Regions from separate parts of the Drosophila melanogaster genome. Here regions 1 and 2 are each linked to region 3. Evidence: chromatin contacts called from public Hi-C data. All regions are on one chromosome and are shown on one strand. The core of a region is the stretch at or near the end of the contact, and the rest is flanking DNA. Distances in the headings are between cores, read along the strand shown. Region 1 holds the start of puf (puffyeye). Region 2 holds the start of Bruce (BIR repeat containing ubiquitin-conjugating enzyme). Region 3 holds the start of CG42232.

Region 1 (4,989 bases), core at 561-3,060, 8.2 Mb after region 3:
GATTTCTACGTGCAGATTCGGGCCAAACAGGTGCTGTACAATATGATTTTCAGTCAGCCAGTTCGCGATGCGCTGCCCGAACAGCTCCACTTCGTTGACCGTTTCGGTGGTGCAGATCTCGTTAAATAGATTAATGTGTGCGTTGATCTGGGCCATGCCTGGAAAATATTTGAAATCATTTACTCTTATTATATAATATTTATTGATAAATAAATATAATATTTCAGCATTATTCGAAATGTCCTAATTAAGTATGTCAACATCGTAGGACATACCTGCCAGTCGCATGGTTAGCGTGGTCGATGTGAAGTACTTAAAGGCCAGGGCCAATCCTTCGGTGTCGAAGTTGACAGCAACATCCAGTGGGTCTCGCATAGAGGACCACACAAAATCGGCCATCGCGCGGGTTGCGGCAGATCGGAGGCTCTGATCCGACAGCTTGCACATGTACTGCAGTATCCGACTTCGCAGCGGCACGAAGAGCTGAGTATTACAGTGATAGTTCAGCCAAAGTTTCACATTTGAGACGGCAGCGGTCATCGAGTGAGCGGTGGACACTGGCAGATCGGGATGTTCGAAGCACAGCGACATGGCGCCAAAGCCGCCCGAGTTGCAGAACAGGCTCACATTCCGCAGCAGATAGATGGGCAGGTCGTTGTCGTGAAGATCGCAGATGAGGGCCAGGTGGTGGGCCTCCTCAGCCTGCAGGTCGTCCAGCCGAGAGTGCATGCCATGTTTGTGGGCGATGTACAGCGGGAAGTTGAGCAGGAACACCTTTGAAACGAGCACCAACAGTTTCTCCACCTCGGGCAGGATCCAGGGCTCCTCTGTGTACTGCAGGTGGGATTTGTGCTGAGGATTGGCCGTTTGCGGGGGAGGGGGAGTGCAGGGGCCAACTGGCGGCTTTTTGGCTGGCCCGTCGCCGGAGCCCTGAGCCTCCTCACCGGCGGACCCAGATGGCTCCTCCTTCTTAGGTTCTTCCGCTGGCGCGGATGATTCCTTTGCCTCTGCCTGGGCTGACGCTTCGTCCCGCTGCTGTTCACGCTGCTGCTGGGCCTGGGCCACCACCTGGGCAGCACTGGCCGTTAGCCGCTTGTAGTTGTCGATGAGGTGGTCGATGTGCTTCAGATGCTGCACCGTCAGACAGATGAGCGACTGCACTACCAGGTTGAAACGGTCATAGTTCTTGGTGTCCCGGTACAGGCACATGCACTGACGCTGCGGCCACGACTGGATGTAGTTGAAGGTGGTCTCGATCTCGCTCTTCAGCAGCAGCTGGAACTTCAGATCCGAGCTGGCCACGCGCACCTCATCTGCAAAAGGAATTCGGAATACTATGTGTAAGCAGGGGGCAGGGGCTCCGGTGTTCGTCTTCATTCTATTTTTTTTTCGCAGTGCACTTTTCACTTACAGAGCTCCAGGAGATTCTGGAAGTCGGCGCACACCTCGCACATGGTGCTCCACTAGCTGCACACCGAATCGGTAGCTTCCAGGGGTTAGGGCCGCCTTGCCAGCGGCGACGACTCCTGGCCGTCTATGGAGAGTAGTCGGAGTCTGGGATACGCTGGCGGAGTCACGGTCTGAGTTGCGGGCACTTGCTCTTCTTGCTATTCGTTGGTCGCTCGGCTCGCTCCCGGCGGTCGTGCAATGCCATTTAGGATGGCGCCCTCGCCTCTCAACACGGAACACTGTTTTTCGGCAACAAAAAAATGATAATTCTACACTCGGACATATATATATGGTAGGGATATATATATATACAATTACAATCGAAGCAAGAGCCAGAGTTGGAGCGAAGAGGCAGGGGCAGGGTTGTCAGGCTGTGTGCTCTAAATGTTGTCGTCTATCGTTTATCGCTCTTTGGCGACGTTCTGGTATTTGCAAACGCACCATGTGTTTGCCCGCCAACGGTCACTCTGGCCAGCCACCGAATTTCTTGCGGGCCGCTAATATTTGTTTACATGCTAATTGTTGACTGAAAACCTTTATCACTGCAATGGAGGACAGCCAAATGGACACAAGCTCGCCGACAGAGTCCAGCTCCGAGGTGAACTTCACTGCGGAGGAGGATAAATCGCAGGAAACGCGTTCCGCAGCCGGCGTTTGTTACTGGTGAGCTCTTTGTATGGGTTTTTTGCTTGGCCGGCTCCCTTCTATTGACATTGTTTTTAGCGGCAAGGAGCGCAATCTCAATATTGTGGAGCTGCTGTGTGCCACCTGTTCACGCTGGGTGCACGAGACCTGCGTTTCCTACCAGCTTGGTAAGGGTAAACTTCTGCCCTTCATCACCAACTATGTGTTCGTCTGTAAAAATTGCTCTGCCAGCGGATTGGAGAGCTTTCGCAAGAGCCAGGCTAGTAAGTGCAAAGAAGCCCCGCACATTTATCCCTCTTGATAATAACAATATCCACTTCCAGCCATATCCCAGATGTGCCACTGTGCCATTGCCAACATGCAGCAGGCGGCTTCCAGGGACGGACGTCGCCAGATTCAGTTTAGCAAGGACAAGGAGATCATACCGTACATCGAACAGTACTGGGAGGCCATGACCACCATGCCACGCAGACTCACCCAGTCCTGGTACAGCACCGTCCAGCGATCTTTGGTCAAGGATGTGCAGACCCTGTTCACCTACGAGGAGCATGCGGAACATGGCGCCATGTACGGACTATTCCATCAGGATCTGCGAATCATCAAGCCCAACTACGAGAGCATGAGCAAGAGCGGCGCCCTGCGACTCACCGACGATGGATATACTCAAGGTGAGTGTAAATAAGATGATAGACATTTAAATCGATTTGAAGTCTATAATTTGAATGCTAAAAACTTGACCCCATGTGTTATCGAACGCTCAGTGGTAGAAAGCTAAATGAATTATCTTTTGGCGGCCAAATTGGCAACACTGTTCGACCAGCTGATTTTGGCACAGTGGTTTTTGTGTCGCCTATTCCGCTGCCTATTCGCTCCCCCTATTTATCGCCGCTTCCTTTCGCACGCTCTTTCGCAAGTGTTTGCCAGAGTAAAGTAACAACAACAACTAACAAAATCGCAATGCGGATCGTAGTTTCAGATTTGCACACACACAGAGAAAGAGAGAGAGAGAGAGAGAGCCCCACGTAGTCAGATTGTGGGCGGGGCGAAGTGGGGTGGGGTGGGGCTGGCAGAGGCGCGCTCAACTTGGCTCATTCATTACAAACAAATAGTTACGCTTGGAACACTTCGCCAGTGTCTCAGTGTGCGTGTGTGTGGTGCTCTTTCGGGGGAATTGATTGCGATTTGATTTTGAGCACTACGCAATTGCAAGGCCCCCGCTCCTTCAGTTCCATTGTGACCGGGTCCTGCTTCTGCTCCTGCTCATTCTCCCTCCGCGATGGCGTCATCTTTTACGGACGAGGAGTGTAAGCCCGGAAACAGCACCGACCCGAACTTTGCCCATTCATCTACATATGTCCCAGCAATCAATTTCCTTGGTGAACGAATTTCCTTGGGGATAGCTCCTTCTGGAAGCATTGCAGATACGCCCCAAGATCTACTCCACTATTACTATCACGCATTAGCTGTTTTTATATTTCCACAATACATGTCTATTATTGGATTTGTAACTAATGATTGATCCACATGCTTCCAGCTTCCCTCTCCAAAAACAATCGACAGAAAAGGAAATTTCCCGGCACGGATTCGGGTCCCACGGGCAAGAAGGGTCGGCCCAGTTCCGATATTACGGCCAATGTAAAGTTGCCACCGCATGGCTATCCATTGGAACACCCCTTCAACAAGGATGGCTATCGTTATATACTCGCCGAACCGGATCCACATGCTCCATTTCGTCAGGAGTTCGACGAGAGCTCCGATTGGGCTGGCAAACCTATCCCCGGCTGGCTCTACCGCATCCTGGTGCCACATTCTGTGCTCCTGGCGCTGCATGATCGGGCACCACAGCTGAAAATAAGCGAGGATCGGTTGGCGGTGACGGGCGAACGTGGTTACTGCATGGTCCGAGCCACACACTGTAACGTTATATATAGATATATATAGTTCCCTGAAGAAATCATAGTTATATTGATTATCTTTTCCCAGCTGTGAACCGGGGATGCTGGTACTTTGAGGTCACCATCGAAGAGATGCCCGACGGAGCTGCCACGCGACTTGGCTGGGGCCGGGAGTACGGCAACTTGCAGGCTCCATTGGGATACGACAAGTTCGGTTACTCCTGGAGATCTCGCAAGGGCACCAAGTTTACCGAGAGCCATGGCAAACACTACAGTGATGCCTATGTGGAGGGCGATACATTGGGATTCCTCATAGAGCTGCCAGAGGAGGCGTCGCTCGACTATCTGCCCAACACATTCAAAGATCGGGTGGGTTTAGATTCTTGTTTTACTCTTTTCTAATCGAACAATACCGATCTTTTGTATTGTAAAATGATATAGGTCATCTTGATAATTAGCCTATATAATACCACGCCGCTGAATTTGCATATAATTGCATCTTTACAAATCAACCCTCCCTAATTAGCAATCTTGTTCAAAATCTATTCATTCTACAACAGCCCCTGGTCAAGTTCAAGTCTCATCTGTACTACGAGGATAAGGACAAGATCACAGAAACCCTGAAAAATCTGCACATCCTGCAGGGCAGCCGCATCGAGTTCTTTAAGAACGGTCAATCGCAGGGTGTGGCATTCGAAGACATTTATGCCGGCAGCTATTTCCCGGCCATCTCGATCCACAAAAGTGCAACGGTCAGCGTAAACTTCGGACCCGCCTTCAAGTATCCCGAGGTGCTCGTCGAGCACAAAGCCAAGGGGGTAATATATCTCGGTTTGTTCCCAGGAAGCTTAACATCTATTATACAATCCCCTACAGATGCACGATCGCGTGGAGGAGCTGATCACAGAGCAATGTTTAGCCGACACCCTCTACCTCACAGAACACGATGGACGTCTGCGCTTGGATAATATGGGTCTTTAGTGGGATATGTCGTCATACA
Region 2 (4,303 bases), core at 1,477-3,976, 6.1 Mb before region 3:
CCGCTATCATTGCTGACGCTCGTTGAGCTCTCACTGTTGCGGTCCACTTCCACGATGTTAAGCACTACCATGCGCAAGGCCAATTCTCCGCTGCTCTGGCGCACGCTGACTCCCAGAACAATTTTGGATCCAACAACGCCGGCCCGAAGCGTGGACGTGGAGGTGATATGCTGGGCATTCACACTGCCAAACTTTCCACCAGATACAGCATTCAATCCCGAGTTGCATCCCGCTCCATTGCTGCTTCCTGAGCCGCCATAATTAGCCGCCGAGTACACATAATTCACCTTGGTGCGAGCTCGTGCATTCGGTAGCACACATATGGCAGTAACGCGTGCCCACTCGAAGCTCTCCTCGAAAATGTAGTTAAGCAGTGTCGGAACATGAAAGGTGTGCATCAGCTTCAGATGGCGTTCAATGCTCCACACGCTCAACTCTCCCGTTTGCGAGCAACTGGTGCAGAGCACGTTCGCGTAATCACTGTTTGAAATGATATCGAACCCAAGTCCTGGTGCTGGCAATGCGGGATTAGTGGCGTAGGTTATGGACAGCGGGACGTTCTGTGTATATTCGCCCTTGACAAATGGACACAGTGGTGAGTGCCTCTCATGCTCGCTCCACGGCTCATCCGTCTTCTCCCAGCACACAAGACACACGCTGCAGGTGAAGCACATGGCGCGATCCTCTCCAGATGAAGATGGCTGATGGTAAAAACCGGCCTGAGCCATCTGATCGGGCAGAGCCCATTTGTAGTCCATATGGGGCCACTTCTCAAACGTCTGGCGTCGCACTGCCTCCGAATGCATAAGTACGCGCTGAAAATTGCTAAAGTTCCAGCCAAAATCTGGCACGCGGGAGCCCATCATCATGTCGGTCAGACGCTCATTAATGGCGGAAGCGATGGCCAGCACGGGAATGTGGCGCTCCAGCCGCTTCAGTAGGATAACCATATTATTGGATACTAGCTTTAGGCTAGAATAGGGTACCTCCAGACATATGGTATTCCACTGAAACGAGGAAATCTGTTAGTATGAAAAATTCGAAGTATTAGGAAAACTAAATACCCTCTGGGCCTTAATGCCCTTCTTGGCTTTCAGCTGCGCCTGGTTTATCTTTTGCGTCAGCTCGTTGCTAATGTCACAGGGGCACTCCAAGCCCTCACTTTCCAGTTCGGTTATGCAGTTCTGAAAGATGATCGCTTCGGACAGGATGATCTCCAGCTTGATGTAGTCGTCGTTTTGGCCAATTGGAGCCTGTAGAATGGTGTCCAGCAACAGCACGCCATTATAATCGCCTCGCAATCCGAGATTGTGACCATCCCAGAACAAGATCTTGTCTTGCAGAGGCATATATCGACCATGCACAATGCTGTCGCCTGAAGAGGGAAAGCCCGGACGAAAGAAAACATTAGAAAGGGAATGTGACTTATTCTTGCCGATTTCATCATAAGTTTGTTTCCTAAGCCTATAGATAACGGGACTATATCCGTGAAATTGAAGACCGAAACTTTTCCGAAAATCGTTTCCGTGGCACAAGTTCATGGGCAGCGGGGGCGAATGGGGCCATTAAACAGAACAACTGCGTAATAGAAGAAAAACAAAAACAAAATGCGTGCTGCTAGCGGCTAATCGCAAGCAATAACAAACGCACTGCGATAGGACAGTACATAAGATTTCAGCTTCCATGTCGAACCCCATGGATTGGATCAAATTATAAGTCTCCATTTAAGGATTTCCCAGAGCTTTTGTTAAAAATTGATGACAAACGCATACACAAAAAACTGCCAGAACACACAGCCTCACATACAAACAAGCCGACAAGTGCAAGGCAATTACGTACAGAAATGCAATACAGTAAGCCATAGCTGTGACGACTGCAAAACTACTATGAGGGCCTAGCAGGCAAACAATTGGAATTTGTTTTTACTAAATTCGCAACTAGACCGGTAGAAATGCTAATGGAAAATAATGCAATAATACCGTTTTAGTGTCTGCGAATACATTAGCATTTTCAATGGAACTCTTAAATCAAATTTAAATTGAAAATTTCAATAATAGATAAAAATTTAATATTGTATTTTTTAAATTTGTTAATGTTTCTGTTTAAGACCAAAATGTTTAGCAACAATTTGAAATCTGTGTTACATCGTTCTTCTATAGATATGATTCAGACAATTCAGATATTCGATGAACCAGAAGACTATTGATATATTGCTATTTTTTGCTGTGTGGGTTCTAATTCGCAGTTTTCCACTGTATTGACATTTGCGTGCGCCAGTGTGAGTGAGTGTGTCCCATTCGTGTGTGCATAGGTGTGATTTTTTTTTCCTCGGAAATCTTACCATTGCTACTGAGGTGATAGGTCTGCAGAATCACTCCTGAATTGGCGTCCAGGACCTTGACCGTGCTTCCGTTGTCAAAAAGCAAAAGGACATTTAATTGCGGATGGTAGACGACGTTGCGCATCTCGAATGGTCGAGATGGAGCGCTATTACAGTCGCCCAAATCCAAGTAGCCATCTTGCTTGAGGACGCGCTGCTGGTGATGCTGCTCCGTGGCCATTCCGGAGGTGCGCCGCGGCAATTTGTGTGCTCCTGCTTCTGGTTGGGATACTCTGTAGGGGTTTTTTTCGCAATTCAATTCGGAAAATAATTGCTGCGAAACAGAGCTCTGTGCTTCTTCTTCTTCTTCGTTTTGCCCCTTCTTCTTCTACCTTCTGACAGATGTGTTTGCCATTCGATTGCTAGCAATCGCCTGTGAATGCCAAAAATTAATCGAGTGCCCAGGGGGCGCGCGAGTGTAAGTGGGTGTGGCCACGTCAAGTCAGCAAAGTAAACACATTTAAAAAATAAATAAAATAGTCCACTTTTCAAGCTAGAGAGCAACAAATTCGGCCTACTGCGCTTAGGGCATTCGATAATTCAGAGCCATTCGATAGACAGAGATGCCTATCGAGTAATCGATTACAGGAATGTCAACAAAGTGGAAATAAAATGAATATTTTACCAAAAAAACGGTAAGTTTTATACTGATTCTAAAGATACCTCTCATCAATTCACGTGTATTTCTTAGCTGGCATGTGCGTACCAAGGAGAACATTGCCCGCGTGCGCCGGGATCAAGCGGCTGCCGCAGCAGAAGAAAAAGTCCGGCAGGAGAAATTGGAATTTGCTGTGGGTATTGCCCAAATATCGTCAATTTAACATAGTAATGTGTACTTTTATCAAATAGGAAAGCGAGGCACGAATCAACTTCCTGCGCCGCCAATCGGGCTTGCCGGAGAAGGCCTCCAAGGAATCTCGAGAGGAGTCGCAATGCAGTACTGAAACAACCAAAGGGGTGGATCTCTTTGCCGACTACAAGGCGAGAGTGAAGACCACTAACAAAGACTTGGAAAAGGAGCAAAAGGAGGAGCAGGAGAAGTATGAGAAGCAGATCGGCTACCTCACCTACTTGGGCCAGGACACCAATGAAGCTTTGAAAGTGCGCAGCTGGTACGAGTTAGCCCCCAAAAGACCAGAAGTTGGGGATCCCACAGCTACTGAAACTCATCATAAGCAAAAGCTAGCCCACGATCCTCTGACCCTAATTAATGCTTTGTTGCCGCCAGAAAAAAAGGATCCCAAAAAGGCCACAAAAAGAATTCGCGAAAGGACACCCGCGCCTTCTCAGGAACCTTCAATACCCCACAAGGACAAGAAATCCAAGAAAGATAAGAAGAAGCACAAGAGCAAAAATGGTTCAAGGGAGACCCTTTTGGCCGAGGAACGCATAAAACGAGAAAAGCTCGAGACGCTAAGAAGGGAGCGCATGCGACGGGAAACAGCGGAACGCCAGCGTTCCGAGGCTCTGTTCGCACCCAAGGAGCTGCCGGTGGCTGCCAGTGCCGAATCCACGCCGGCTTCGACGCCTAAGGTTGTCCAAAAGTACAACAGTCAGTTTAATCCGGAGTTAGCAAAGCAAAATATGCTCTAGCCATTAATTATGTTTTCAACTTAATGTTAACAGCCTGATTATGAATATAATCACTAAGCAAATAAATAGAAATTACACTTTATTATTGAATTGTCTAAAAAAATACTCTTTGTTTAAATATAAAAATGATTATCGTCAAATATTTGTACTTTTATAAATACATACATATGTATAAACACATCGCTTTAATATCCAGTTATTCAACCGTTACAAGAAGTCTTGGCGGTTTGGTCATGGTTTAAATTTAGATTTCGCGATAATTCCGCTTAAATGATATCGGCTACTTTATCGGTGCCGAAACAGGCCAATGCTGCACAGCGTCTAAATCGG
Region 3 (5,015 bases), core at 2,314-4,813:
TCCAGAGGCTTTCCTTGCTCCATGCGAGCTAGTGCAGTGCTTCTTCTATCGTGGTAAGGAGTCCTACCAACAGAGGTTTCTAATAGTTCTGCCATGTTTCCTATAATTGGTGAGGCAGGAATTTTCGGAGTGCGCATCAGTTCCCTTAGCCCTTTAAAGCGGGGTGTGCTGCAGCTTTTTGGTGTTTTCAATAAATCTCTGAGGCCGTGGAAATCTACCTTGTCAATATCATCATTTGGCAGCTCGTTGCCATAATTTTCGTCGTCAGCGATGAAAGATTTGCTATCTGTAAAAAATATAATTTAAATCAAATAAGCCATTATATTTCCATTCCATTTCATAAATGATATTGACTCAACTTACCATCTTCGGAACCAACTTCTTCCAATATGACTCCCATATCGCCCACAGATTCATCCACCTGAAGTTCCCTATTGGGTGTGTTCTTAATACGCAATGATTGGCGCGTTGGCGTGGACATTTCTTGCGTAAATTGCCGCTTGCGCCGGGGAGTAACAGCGACTTGGCTGTCCATTGCTGAACAGGATGCACGACGAGAACGCTTGTTGTCCTTCTCAGGTAATGCCTTACTGCTGGCCTCCATCGAGGATCGCCGAGTGCTTCTCCGTGGCGTTGTTGACACTGCCCTCTGCTCAACAGAATGACGGCGCAAGCTTCTGCGAGCCACGGGGGTTTCTGCACTTGGAGTTGGTTGGTTCTCTTTTTGAGATATCCCTCCTGTCGCAATAAAATAAAAATGTATTTTGGGAATTTTCAAATTTAAATCGCTTACCAGTTGAATTTGAATTACCAGTAGTACTCTCCAATGGCAGCTCTTCGCAAATACTTTCCTCGATTATTTTCTCAGAATTAGCTGTTACGGTTTTGGAACATAAGATTTCATAATATTTATTTCATATTATAGGTACTTACAATTCTTAGTTTGTTGAGGAATATTCGCATGAACCTCTTCGCAAATGTTATCCTCAATAACAGCATCCTCAAGTTGTTTGTCGATTGGAAGTTCACAGTCTTTTTCTTTACATTCGTCTTCATTTTTGCCGGTTTTCAATTCATTTTCGTCACGTTCATTCTGGTCGAGTATGACCGCATCTGGCTTAGGATTCATATCTTCCTGTGCATATTTTAACTCGCCTACCACATCAGATTCTGACCCGATCGACTCAACTTTGTCTTGGATAGGTGCAGGCTCTTCTGAGGTCACTGACGGAAGCCTCTTTTCAATTAGCGAGCTTAGCTGAAAGGATACATCATCGTCTACTTCCCCAGTTATGAGAGCTGTAACCGCTTCGATTGCCAATGCTGCGCCACTCTGATCGTTTCCTTGGGTAGTATCATGCAGTATAGTGAACGTGCGGCTCAGCTCGTCCTTTGAATCGTCCGGTTCTTCCGGAGTGGAGCTCTTGATCTGGGACACATCGATTTTTTTTTGACATGGAGATGACGGTTTAGATGATCCAGGCTTAGGGGAGCCACTTTTCGGCGAGTTAAGCGAACGACGTGCCTTGGCTACGAGCTTGTTGCTCTTGTCAACGCCGGGACTACGCTTGGCAGCCGCAAACGATTTTCTGAGCTGGGAGACCTTGTTCTCTCTGGGAGACTCCATTAGGGATATACGCTTGCGTGGCGAGGTCTTGGGTGCGTTTCCTCTCGTATGTCCTTCTCGCTGGACTGGCGTACGACGATGTGGATGGAATGGCAAACGCCGAGGCGTAGTCAGGCAGTGGCGACGAGCCTCCAGAAGAGATGTCCGCTTGGGGGTGGCTATGGGGGTGGTCTTATCTGGTTGGTTGGAGGCGATCTGCTTTTTAATGCTGGTAAGCAACGCTCGTTTCATCAGTGACTGGGGCGTTCTATTGGGTGTGGTGATTCCAGCCGGACGCTTAGGAGTTTTATACCGTTGCGAAGGGCTTGCTGATGGCGGGGTGTCAGAGTTAGTTATGTCTATGACTAATGGGGATGCATCTGATGATTCGTCGGTGCTGTCTACACTGATAGGCGTCTGTTTGGGTGTGAGCTTGAATCCAAGCGTCTGTTTGGGTGTTTGTCGTAGCTTTGATGGGGTGGTCAGGTCGATCAGGAACATGGACGAATCCCGCTTGGTTTTTTTTGAGGTGGATGGCGTGCTAAAGTCCATTAGATCTCGGCTGCAGCTGTCTTCGTTTAGTTCAGAGAGCACATTGCCCTTGGGGGTGCTGTATACGCTCTTGGGCGTGGAAACAGCCAAAGACGTCGTGGTGTAGCCAGGTTTTCGAACACATGAAAAGGATTTCTCGATCTTCACGCCAGTCTCGCGCGGCGAATAAGAGGTAATAACCACGTCGGAGATGGCGCACAGCCTTAGTAGCTTTTGGTGGCTACCTGGTGGCGTTGCGGTATTCTCCTTATTCTGCGTAGCCTCCAGAAGATTTACTTTGGGGGACTCGTAAGCTGTCTCCTCTGTGCTGCGCTGAATTGATTCATTCAGTGAGACATCCTCCAAGTGAGACTCACTCTGATCACGAGACTCTATAGAAGTATTTCCTTCGTCGTCCGAATTGATGCTGTAGTGAAAACTGAAAAGGTATAAGCAGAGATAAGGTTTTATGAGGACTATTAACAGGCAGACAACACATGCTTGCAGTAGGGACTTTTTCCTATTGTTGTTGCCCAAAGACATTTTAGGGGTTGGCCAGGTAGTCGGTTAGGGGTCTGCCTGCTGTTTTCACTTACTTGTGAACTGTCAGGCGTTTTTCGGCTTGTAGACGATGCGATTGCTAAATCAAATAAAAATGGGGAAATTGTAGGACTTGGAATACTGTACTATCTGGAACAGATGGCGGCTATTACCTTCAATGAAGGGCAGGAGTTTGAGGCCTGTTCGTTGGGCAATAGGCGTTCTGGGGTGCATGGGGCATCCTGCACCTCGGAGGTCTTGGGGAACTCCCACGTGTAGACCTTGTCTCGAATGGTAATCTTGCCACCGTGTAGCAAAGGACGCTTGCCTGCAGCGTGGATGGCCACGTCGTTGAGATGAATGGGGTCTCCGCTGGACTTGTTGTATATGATGACCTAAGGGCGGAAGAAGCAGTATGTTAGGGCGGTTAAGGGGGATTCCTGCCATCCAGACTCACCCTGCCGAAGGCATCGCAGTTTATTTCGCAAATTAGACGCTCCTCCTCTGGCCCCTCCAGGATGAGGTCGCAATTGTAGTAGGAGCCCACCTGGAAGGTGCGCCCTTTGGCTGCCAGAACCACGGTTTTACCATTTTCGTCTTCGTAGCGCAACCTACCGCCATCCAGCGACATTTTCCAAGCGGCGTCGCAAATGCGGCTTGGGTGCGGGGAAAACGAATACCGAAGCGAGCACTTTGAAAAGCCGCAAAGCTATTGGGAATAATACGGTAAATGCACGTACACAAAACACCCACAAACTATTCACTGATTTCTTTCACACTTTTCCACCAGACACTGTTTTTACGGCCCACATCACGAGCTTGCCAAAGTTAATTGTAGCGAAAACTCTGTGCAGGAATTTTTTTGCAATGGACGCGCAAGCCCTGCCAACCTGCTTTTAATGCGCCGGCTTATGCGTTACATTTAAAATTCGGGGTGCAGGAACTGACAACTTACTTGAATTAAAAGTGGTTTATATTATGTGATTATTAATAATGGTTAATCTCAAGAAGTGAAAAGAAAGATACAGATTACAGATACTGCGATGAATCATTTTGTCACTATGAAATAAGGTTTTAAGTTTTTTTTAGTCAAAAATGCTGCAAATTAGAGTGCGTATCGTAAACAGAAAAATTAAATTAAAAAACTTTCCTTGGTAAAAAATTAACGATTAAAAATACATTTTATTTATTAAACAAATAAATTGTTAATATAGATAAATTTTAAATTTTTTAATCAATATTTTAATTTCTTAACTTATAATAATCGATTTATAAAAAATATCGATTGTACCTTCATGAAATTGATTGTACAGATGGTACCGACAAGTTCATCTCTAGAATTGAGCCGGAAAACAAAAACTTGCAACAAAAGACTACAATTTTCGGCATAAGTACAATCACAATGGACTCCGACGCCGCACAAAAGACCTGGGAGCTGGAGAACAACATCCAGACGTTGCCCAGTTGTGACGAGATCTTTCGCTACGACGCCGAACAGCAGCGGCAGATCATCGATGCGAAGCCCTGGGAGAAAGATCCCCACTTCTTTAAGGACATTAAGATCTCGGCTCTGGCGCTCCTAAAGATGGTGATGCACGCTCGCTCTGGCGGTACTTTGGAGGTGATGGGTCTAATGCTTGGCAAGGTAGAGGACAACACAATGGTGAGTTATTGAATGTAAAAAAGGTCCTCAATTTATAAGTCATTCCCGTGCAGATTGTCATGGATGCATTTGCACTGCCAGTGGAGGGCACTGAAACCCGCGTCAATGCCCAGGCACAAGCGTACGAGTACATGACCGCCTACATGGAAGCGGCCAAAGAGGTGGGACGCATGGAACACGCCGTGGGCTGGTATCACAGCCATCCCGGTTACGGTTGCTGGTTGTCCGGCATCGATGTGTCCACCCAGATGCTCAACCAGACATACCAGGAGCCATTCGTGGCCATTGTGGTTGATCCGGTGCGCACTGTTTCCGCTGGCAAGGTGTGTCTGGGTGCATTCCGCACGTATCCAAAAGGTTATAAGCCACCAAACGAGGAGCCCTCGGAGTATCAGACCATCCCGCTGAATAAGATCGAAGACTTTGGAGTCCACTGCAAGCAGTACTATCCCTTGGAAATTAGCTACTTCAAGTCTGCTCTGGACCGCAGGCTCCTCGACTCTCTGTGGAACAAATACTGGGTAAACACACTGGGCAGCTCGGGTCTGCTCACCAACACAGAGTACACCACCGGTCAGATCATGGATCTCTCCGAGAAGCTGGAGCAGAGTGAGAACTTTTTAGGTCGCGGTACATAATGGGTCGATTTAGGAATTGTGCAAATAATTTACCCGC

The links. Hi-C and Micro-C count contacts between places; a contact is called where the count stands out from the background.
Region 1: a Hi-C map of the Kc167 cell line shows a contact between it and region 3, with 4 times the contacts expected there. A contact is called at or near these places in 12 of 107 Hi-C or Micro-C datasets (the D17-c3 cell line, the Kc167 cell line, the ML-DmBG3-c2 cell line and 5 more).
Region 2: a contact with region 3 is called in a Hi-C map of the Kc167 cell line, with 3 times the contacts expected there. A contact is called at or near these places in 9 of 107 Hi-C or Micro-C datasets (the D17-c3 cell line, the Kc167 cell line, the S2 cell line and 4 more).

Annotation. Positions count from the first base shown.
Region 1 is chr3R:24,648,233-24,653,221 of dm6, forward strand. puf (puffyeye) reads right to left here and starts at 1,811. Exons shown (of 20, transcript NM_170158.3): 1 at 1,412-1,811; 2 at 276-1,313; 3 at 1-158. The coding sequence starts at 1,454. ash2 (absent, small, or homeotic discs 2) reads left to right here and starts at 1,893. Exons shown (of 7, transcript NM_176558.3): 1 at 1,893-2,112; 2 at 2,173-2,357; 3 at 2,418-2,762; 4 at 3,629-4,009; 5 at 4,078-4,358; 6 at 4,550-4,807; 7 at 4,866-4,989. The coding sequence starts at 1,997. The coding sequence ends at 4,970.
Region 2 is chr3R:10,328,627-10,332,929 of dm6, forward strand. It overlaps Bruce (BIR repeat containing ubiquitin-conjugating enzyme), which reads right to left and starts at 2,727. Exons shown (of 32, transcript NM_141738.5): 1 at 2,342-2,727; 2 at 1,065-1,375; 3 at 1-1,007. The coding sequence starts at 2,561. It overlaps CG12818, which reads left to right and starts at 2,955. Exons shown (of 3, transcript NM_141739.2): 1 at 2,955-3,015; 2 at 3,072-3,171; 3 at 3,230-4,069. The coding sequence starts at 2,993. The coding sequence ends at 3,973.
Region 3 is chr3R:16,466,100-16,471,114 of dm6, forward strand. CG42232 reads right to left here and starts at 3,564. Exons shown (of 7, transcript NM_001144588.2): 1 at 3,135-3,564; 2 at 2,851-3,072; 3 at 2,734-2,777; 4 at 934-2,576; 5 at 794-874; 6 at 364-738; 7 at 1-286. The coding sequence starts at 3,308. CSN5 (COP9 signalosome subunit 5) reads left to right here and starts at 4,000. Exons shown (of 3, transcript NM_058094.5): 1 at 4,000-4,340; 2 at 4,394-4,970. The coding sequence starts at 4,080.